Linked DNA regions of Urocitellus parryii: region 2 is linked to region 1. Evidence: chromatin contacts called from public Hi-C data. All regions are on one chromosome and are shown on one strand. Each heading gives the region's core, a stretch centred on a gene start, on an enhancer-like site or on the middle of the called end of the contact. The rest is flanking DNA. Distances are from core to core; before and after follow the strand shown. Region 1 holds the start of Elovl3 (ELOVL fatty acid elongase 3). Region 2 holds the start of Nfkb2 (nuclear factor kappa B subunit 2).

Region 1 (4,289 bases), core at 384-2,883:
GGAGCTGAGACTGAAAGTAGAGTTAGTGTTCTTGGGATGGGGTGGAAGCCTAAGAAGTGAGTAGCAGTTTGGGGAAAATCAAAGGATTTAGGGGAAGAAAACATGGGAAGGAAGGACTGGGACAGTATTGGAAGAGGGTGTTAGTTGCTGACAGTATTAGAGGCTGGAGAAATATTTTTGGTACAAATTTTTTTTTGGTACAGGTAATTGAACTGAGGGGTGCTTAGCCACTGAGGTACATCCCAGACCTTTTTATTTTTCATCTTGAGAGAAGATTTCGCTAAGTTGCTTAGGGCCTCAATAAGTTGCCAAGGCTGGCTTTGAACATGTGATTCTTCTGCCTCTGCCTCCTAAATCTTTGGGATTACAGGCATGTGTCACTATGCCCTGCTAAGGCTAGAGAGATTTGGAAGTACAGATTCCATGAGTGCAAAAGGGATGGAGCAGAAATTGCCAGGTTGGGGTCTAGAAAAGAAGGAAAAGAGGGCATATAGAAGAAGGTAAAAGTTGGGAGTCAATAAAACTGAGTTTCTGGAAAGTTTTAAGGGATGAAATGGAGGTCTAAATACTAGGTAGGAGGAGGGACTACCTTACCTGAAGATTGCAAGGCAGAAGGACCAGAGGATGAGAGGTCCCTGCAGGTTGAAGCCTTTCCGATCCTTCATGTAGTTCTGCCCCACAACAATGAGCAGCAGGTATATCAGAACTATGAAGAATGAGGTTGTCCTGGCAGGCAGAAGGCAGAGATGGGCTAAAAGGTGGCTGTTGGTCAGAGAAATGCCCACTCATCTCTCCAGGTTAATGTCTAGATTAGAGTTCCAACTCTGCCACTTACTAGCCATGTGATATTTTGGTTTTCTTATTTGTAAAGGTGGTGGGAGGGAGGTCCTCTCCTAACCATGTTAATTATAACACAGGGTAGAGACTATATCCAAGGTGATTATTGCATTCTTTATTAGGCTGGAGACTGATGACCATTGGCCCATGACCCAGGGCTGTGGTGTAAGAATGTGGCAATAGCTTCTGCATTGGTTGGTTTGTGGCAAATTGGCTTGAGCACAAAGTCAGCCCAAAGACACCTCTGGGGTAGCTTTAGGGCTAAGCCAGAGAGCCCGGGGAAAGCTTGGAAGAACTCCCTGGTTTTGCTTCAGTCTCCACAGAAAAGATGATGGGGCTTTTAGGGAGCATGATAATTAAGTAGAGCAGGTTGGAGGGGTTCTAATCAACCTCATTCTTCAACTACCCGTTCTCTCTACACTCTTTCTTTGGCTTCTGTCTCCTCCCACACCCTGCTCCCCATACTCATTTCTGCATCCTTTCTTCTAGCTCTTATCTCTTCGAGGTGCCACACTACCTGCATCTTGGACAACGATGGGTTGGAGCTAGTATGAGGGATCCTATAACTTTGCTCTTTAAGAAAATCATTGCTGGCCTTCAGCCTACCCCTCGCCCGGACCCTCGCCGGGACCAAACAGTAGGGTCTGCCCACCGCACACACACACATCTGGCCCTTCCCCATTCCCAGGTCTCACCAGTATTCTTCTAAAAAGGGTCTTAAATCCTGGAACGTCTCGAAGTTATAGGGCTGGAACAGTTGCTCCATTTCGTGCGAAACATTCATAGCTGTGACCATTTGGTTCTGCAGGCGTCCAGGTCCAGGGCTTGGAGGGCTGATAAAGAGACTGCGGGGCCGAGGACAAAATGAACCTCAGAGAGGGACAGAACGCAGCCAGGACAGAAAGAAAATTCCTGGGAGAGGCAGGAGGGGCTCGGAACCGGGTGGGAGCTACAGTCCAGCCGGCTCTCGCCGCCGCCGCCGCCGCCGCCGCCGTCGTATATAACGCGAATTGCTGAACTGCGGGCCTGACTGTGCTCGGCCTCCTCCCCGCGCTCAGCCGTTATCCAATCTTGGCCGAGATACACCCTGGTCCCGCCTCTGGGCCGCACCCTTCCCTGCATCCATCATCCCTGAGGGCCCCGCCCCTAGGCGCCGGCCTTGCTCCGCGAGGCTCTTGTGAGCCCTGGCCCCGCCCACTTTGCCACCCTTTTCTCCATCATCACTTCCACTGCACCTGCTTGGCTCATCCTCCACGGCCTCTCAGAGAACTCAGCCCTGCCGGCCGTAACCTTTGACTCAGCTTGCTTTAATCTTAACCTTCTTGGCAGTGAGAATAAAGTGGAGGTGTCCTTGGCCATGGTGCCCTCACCCAGAGATGGGGGAGGCAGTTTCCAGGATCCTTGAGATAATGGGGAAAATAGGCGGGGGATGAGGAAGAACTAGGTTGGGCAATGAAGAGTTCCTGTAGTCCCTTCTGCCTCCGAGCTTTGGATCTCTGGTTGTGGGTGGAGGGAGATGAACTTTAATCAATTTCATTATTGAGGTTGTTGATATTGACGTTTGAGGAGGCCGTTGTTGAAGCTGTTGTGGTTTCTTTATAGTTTCCTGAATTCCTGAACTGCTCCTGACACCCAGTAATAACCTTGCAGAGGAAATGGGGTCACCCCCTGGGCTTCTGAAATTATTGTGTTTGGGTTTCCCAAAGGTCTCCTAGGGTTCAAGGAACCAGAGATCTAGTGCATTTCCCCAAGGCCTGCTGTTTTCTCTCTTCAGTCTGTGCTTGTCTAATAAAATCTAATTCTTTTCCCCCTATGTGCCCAGTCCAAAAGAAAGAAATGTTTTAAAACTTTTAAGACTTTACCTGGCTATTCCTTATTTCTCTCCTACACTTTATGAAAACAAAAGAGAACTACAAGACTTGAGGCAGTTAGAGATAAGATGGAAATTTGCAAGATAAGTGCTAAGAAAAATAAATACAAAATAGTTAAAATCAAGATATGTAAATAAGCAACTATGTACAGTAAAGCCCAAAGACTCTGGAACCATGGGAGCCAGGTAGAGATCTAATTCCACTTCCCTATCTATGGAAGGGTAGAGTAGAAAATTCTGTCCATGCCATTTAATTGACCCAAATGTACATTCCTTTCTCTCTGCAACTCATCCCCTTTAACCTGATTACTGCAACCACCAGTGTAGTTACCTTAACTGGCTGTACCACTGCCTTCTTTAATACAGTGCTTCTCTTTTTATTGCACTGAAATCAGAAAAAAAAAAGTTCCCAAACCCAGCTGATTACCAGATTCCTGAGCCCCTACCCAAGAAATTCTGACTCCATAGATAATCCCAGACAATACTTTGATAACCAACACTTTCTGTCCTATTATCCAGAAAATGATTGACTAAAACCTAAACTAGGTCATGCTGCTTTCCAGTGGCTTCAGTGGCTCCTGATTGCACCATTGATTAATTGTTTTGTATTGCTATAACAAAATGCCTGAGGCTGGGTACTTGATAAATGAAAAACAACCAAGATCTGACAGCCATGCCAGAGGTTATTCTGGCTGCGCCATAACACGGTGAATGGCATCTCATGATAGGGGCACATCTGAGAGTGACCACATAGTGAGAGAAGAAGCAAAAGAATGCGGAGGGGCCAGGCTCACTCTTTTATAACAATCAACTCTTGTGGGAACTAACCAAGCTCTGCAAGAACTACATTAATCTCTATCAAGGGCCCCCATGATCTAATCATCTCTTAAAGACCCCCACCACCTCAATACCATTACATGGGGATACCATGCTCCTAGCAAATGAATTTCTGGAAGATACACTCAACAATATTCAAACCATAATAACAGTCTACTTGTTATGAGATCTGAGTTCAAGTCCCAGTGCTACCATTAACTATTGGCTATATGATTTTAGGCAAGTTACCTAAACTCTCAGATTAAATATTCTTCAACAGCAAAATGCAAGTAGTTACACTTGCTTGCCTACCAAGGTTGGTATCAGTTTCCAATTCAGATAATGTCACTGACAAGATATTCTGGACTAGACACATGGAAGTTGGAAGTTTACAAATGCATAGAGAAAAGGTACTCAGTCTTGGATTTCTCTTGAATAAAACTGTTTTACCTTTTCTTGTGTGAAGTTTAATGATGAGGCTTGGGGGAGGTGTGTGTGGAAGAAGGAAAAAAAAGGAAAAATTTTCAGAAACCTTCCCTAACCTTTGAACTTGTTTTGGTACCCCTATTACTGCTTTCATAGCATGCTATTTCTTTCTTTCAATGATAATTTAAAATTACTTAGTTGTTTTAGTGATTTATTGATCAATGCCAGTTTTCTCTACTAGTCCTTGAGATCCATGAATGGAAAGGATATTTCCATTTTTACTTCACATCATTCTCCTAACACTAGGCACATAGTGTATATTCAAGAAATATTAGTTGTG
Region 2 (4,222 bases), core at 524-3,023, 160 kb before region 1:
GGTCCGATCTCCTCGGGTCGCCTGTCCGGGTGTGGCGGGTAAGATCCGGTGGAGAGCGAGATCCGGAGCTGGGCTGGGCCAGGGAAGGGGCAGAAAGTTAGAGCAGTTTAGGAAAGTCCCGAAAATACCAGAGGAGGCGGGGCCGGAGGGGGCGGGCCTGGAAATGACGCCAATGGTCCCGCCCCCGGGGCGGGAGGGGCTGGAGGCTCTCACAGGCTGTGGGCACCGACTGCCTGTCCACCCGCAAAGGGCACGGAATCCGGGCAACCCCTGATGGGGGTTAGGTCTCCTCCTCCCTCCAGTGCAGGCGCCGCGGACAGAAGGTCTTTCGCGGCCCGAGAGGCTCAGTCTGAGTCCGGGCCCGCCCCACCCCGTCCCGCGCTCCTCTGGCTTGGAGTAACCTTGGGATTTTCTGCCAGGAGGGAGGCCACGGCTGATTCACCCCAGGGGCTTTTGGGGGGACATTCCTGCTGTCGGAAGGCCTCCTCTTCGAATGACCTGTAGGCGGGGGTTCTTCCCAGTTGGGGGCCCTAGGGTACTGCCCCGAGAACGTGACTCTGGGCTGCAGGGTATGGGAAAGGTGTCTCCTTGGGATAGGTTTCTCTCCCTCTCCGCGAATGTCTCAGCTGCCTAGATTCCCAAGCTGCACCTGTTCCTGGTGCCCAGGCCGATCCCTGCACATCTCCGACCCCAGCACAGCCATATGGACTACATGTATGTGTCTCCATCACAGGGATACAAGTGTGTTTCGGCCCAAATGCTCAGATTCATATTATGTGCAGGGTGTCAACATGCATGTACAAGTGAGCATATCTAAACAGGTGAGTTCCTGAGCTTCTCAGTGTAGGTAAATGTCAGTGCATGGCTAGATGTGTAAGATACGGATGACATGTTTAGGAGGTTGTGAATGAAGGGTGTGTCCAGGCATTGGTGCACAGGTGAGCATGTATGCTTGTGCATGTGTGCGCGAGTTCGACTGTAAAGACACTGCTGTATTCGTGCCTGCACAAGTGCAAGAGTACGTACCGGTCTGCGTATGTTTGAACAAGGATGTCGACGTGTACCTGTGCGTTTTGTTTGCGTCGGCGCTTTCTGGATGCTTGCGTCTGCTGCTCTCCAGATCTGGGACTCGGTCACCTAACGGCCTGCCCTCCTGCCTCCTCCCACAGGCCCCCCACCCCGGTATCCTAGCTACCCAAGGGTCTTAACCCGGCCACTCACCGTGGCGACGACTCTGGTTCCGGCTACTATTAGCGTCCGACCCGCCTCGGACGGGTGGAGACACTACTCCAGTTACCAGGACACCAACGGGGAAAGCCCCTTTTCCGCCCCCCGGAGGGGGGAATTCCCGTGACGTTTCCGTGCGTCACGCCTCTAGCACCTTTTCATTGGCTGAAAGTTTTAACTCCGGGACTCGCGCAGCCAACCAAGATCGACTCAGGCGCGCCTCTCAGAGCGGAAAGGTTTGGGCTGGGCGGGGAGTAGGGGTGACTGCCCACCTGGTGCAAGCTCTGGCCGGAGGGCTAGCCCCTGCCAGGACCGGTGACCTAGCACCTCTCCCAGCCGAGGGCTACGGGGCTCGGTTCTCTTCACCCGCCCAGGCTTGCCCTAGACAGCTGAGAGTCCCGGCTGGTACTGGGCTTTTGCTACTCTTAACGCGTGGCTACCTCCGAAGCTGGGGAACCCCGAGGGGAAGCCGGCTGGTCCCAACCCTCCGGTCCCGCGCCCCGAGCCGGGCCGACTGCTGGGAAGTTAGGGGAAGAGGAAGGAAGTTGACTTTGTGGTCAGACCCAGGGCGCCATCTGGCGGCCTCTCTGGAGTCACTAGGAGACTTTGTACAGGGCCCGAAGGCTCCTCCTCTAATCCTCTAAAGGCACGCCTGTAATCCCAGCTGCTGGAGAGGCTGAGACATTCTGTCGTAAGGAGGGAGACTGAGCCCGAAATTTAAATCTACGTGGCAGATCCATAGTGGACCAGGTTTTCACTCTGACCTGTTCGATAACTCTGCGCTGGGAGAGAGATAGGAAGTTTTTACCTAGGAGACCCAGGCCTCTTTCATCCACCACACAGATCAATAATATTAGAATTGAACCGGCCCGGTTGCGCACGCCTGTAATCCCAGGGGCTCAGGAGGCTGAGACAGGAGGATTTCGAGTTCAAAGCCAGCCTCAGCAAAAATGAGGCGCTAAGCAACTCAGTGAGACCCTGTCTCTAAATAAAATATTTTTAAAAAAGGGCTGGGGGCGCTGGGTTGTGGCTCAGCAGTAGAGCGCTCGCCAGCACATGCGAGGCCCTGGGTTCGATCCTCAGCACCACATAAATAAGTAGATTAAAGCTATTGTGTCCAACTACAACTAAAAAATAAATATTTGTTTTTAAAAGGGCTGGAGATGGGGCTGGGGATGTAGCTCAAGCGGTAGCGCACTCGCCTGGCGTGTGCGGGGCGCTAAATTTGATCCTATAAAATTAAGATGTGTCGGGCTGGGGATGTGGCTCAGTGGTCGAATGCCCCTGAATTCACTCCCTGGTACAAAAATAAATAAACAAACAAACAAACAAACAAACAAACAAATAAATAGGGCTGGGGATGTGGCTCAGGCGGTAGCCCGCTCGCCTGGCATGCCTGCGGCCCGGGTTCCATCCTCGGTACCACATACAAACAAAGATGTTGTGTCCGCCAAAAACTAAAAAATAAATATTAAAAAAAAATTCTCTCTCTCTCTCTCTCTTTAAAAAAATATAAATAAATAAATTAAAAATAAATTAAAATTGAAAAAATAGCCCAAATCTAAATAGTTCAATCCCATCTCTGATGTAGAAAATGACCTCTTGTATACTTTTTAACTTCCACTTGAACACATCTAACAGCAGAAAGATCACAACAGGAATTCACTAAGTCCCACTCAGGGCTGGACCTCTCTGGTTGTTTCTTAAAGAGTTTCTTCTCTTTAGAAGGTGCCTTAAATTATCTTCATTTCTACAGTAGTCAGTCCTCTCTTAAACTTGTAATGGAATAATGGACAATTTCTGGGCCCTCTTGCTGTCCCTAATTTCTGCAACATGTCTCTGACCTTTTTTGGGGGTGGGGGGCGGTACTGGGGATTGAAATCAAGGGCACTAGACCACTGAGTCACCTGCCAGCCCTATTTTTTATTTTAGTTAAGAGATAGTGTCTCATTGAGTTGCTTAGTACTTGGCTTTTGCTGAGGCTGTCTTTGAATTAGAGATCCTCCTGTCTCAACCTCCCAAGTCACTGGGATTACAGGTGTGCCACCAGCTATTTCTGACCTTCTTAAGGATGCAATTTACTGGCTTGGCACAAAGAGGTTCTTGATTATGGTTCTTGATTTGGGCTCTTCATTTCCTATTACTTTTCTTCCTCTTCATCTTGACAGCGAATATAATGTTAGAGTACATTAGTGTAAGCTCTTATTCTTCCCTCCCAATATAGCATGAAAATACACAGATTGGGTATCCCTTATATAAAAATGCTTGAGGGCTGGGGATGTGGCTCAAGCGGTAGCGCGCTTGCCTGGGATGCGTGCGACCCGGGTTCGATCCTCAGCACCACATACCAACAAAGATGTTGTGTCCGCCGAGAACTAAAAAATAAATATTAAAAAATTTCTCTCTCTCTCTCTCTCCTCTCTCACTCTCTCTTAAAAAAAAAAATGCTTGAAACCAGAAGTGTTTCAGAGCATCCCCTAATCTCAAAATCTGAACTGCTCCAAAATCTTAAATTATTGTCAATTTCAGATCAGTGATGATTGTATTACCTTTACTTTACTGATGAAGTTAAGGCTCATAGAGGTGAAGTAACATGGCCAAACACATAGCTAGAAAGGGTCAGAACCAAGATGGAAACCAGTCTCTTGCTTCCAGGGATGAAGTTTTCCCCCTAAATTTTGTATAAAACAAAGTAGGTCTTTCCACTTTATAGTGGATCTCTAAAGAGAATACCGTATGGTGCTGAAATTTAGGATTTGTCTACAACATTTACATGGTAAAACAGATATTTTTTTGGGGAATGGGTACCGGGGATTGAACTCAGGGGCACTCAACCACTGAGCCACATCCCCAGCCTTTTTTTGTATTTTATTTAGAGACAGGGTCTCACTGAGTTGCATAGTTTCTCGTTTTTGCTAAGGCTGGCTTTGAACTCGAGATACTCCTGGCTCAGCCTCCCTAGCTGCTGGGATTACAGGCATGTGCCACCACGCTC

What was found. Hi-C and Micro-C count contacts between places; a contact is called where the count stands out from the background.
Region 2: a Hi-C map of liver shows a contact between it and region 1, with 4 times the contacts expected there. The contact joins the promoter of Nfkb2 here to the promoter of Elovl3 in region 1. A contact is called at or near these places in 2 of 2 Hi-C or Micro-C datasets (liver and muscle).

What each region holds. Positions count from the first base shown.
Region 1 is chr5:185,994,410-185,998,698 of mUroPar1.hap1, reverse strand. Elovl3 (ELOVL fatty acid elongase 3) reads right to left here and starts at 1,633. Exons shown (of 4, transcript XM_026401181.2): 1 at 1,533-1,633; 2 at 595-726. The coding sequence starts at 1,633.
Region 2 is chr5:186,149,677-186,153,898 of mUroPar1.hap1, reverse strand. It overlaps Nfkb2 (nuclear factor kappa B subunit 2), which reads right to left and starts at 1,773. Exons shown (of 23, transcript XM_026401124.2): 1 at 1,222-1,773; 2 at 1-73.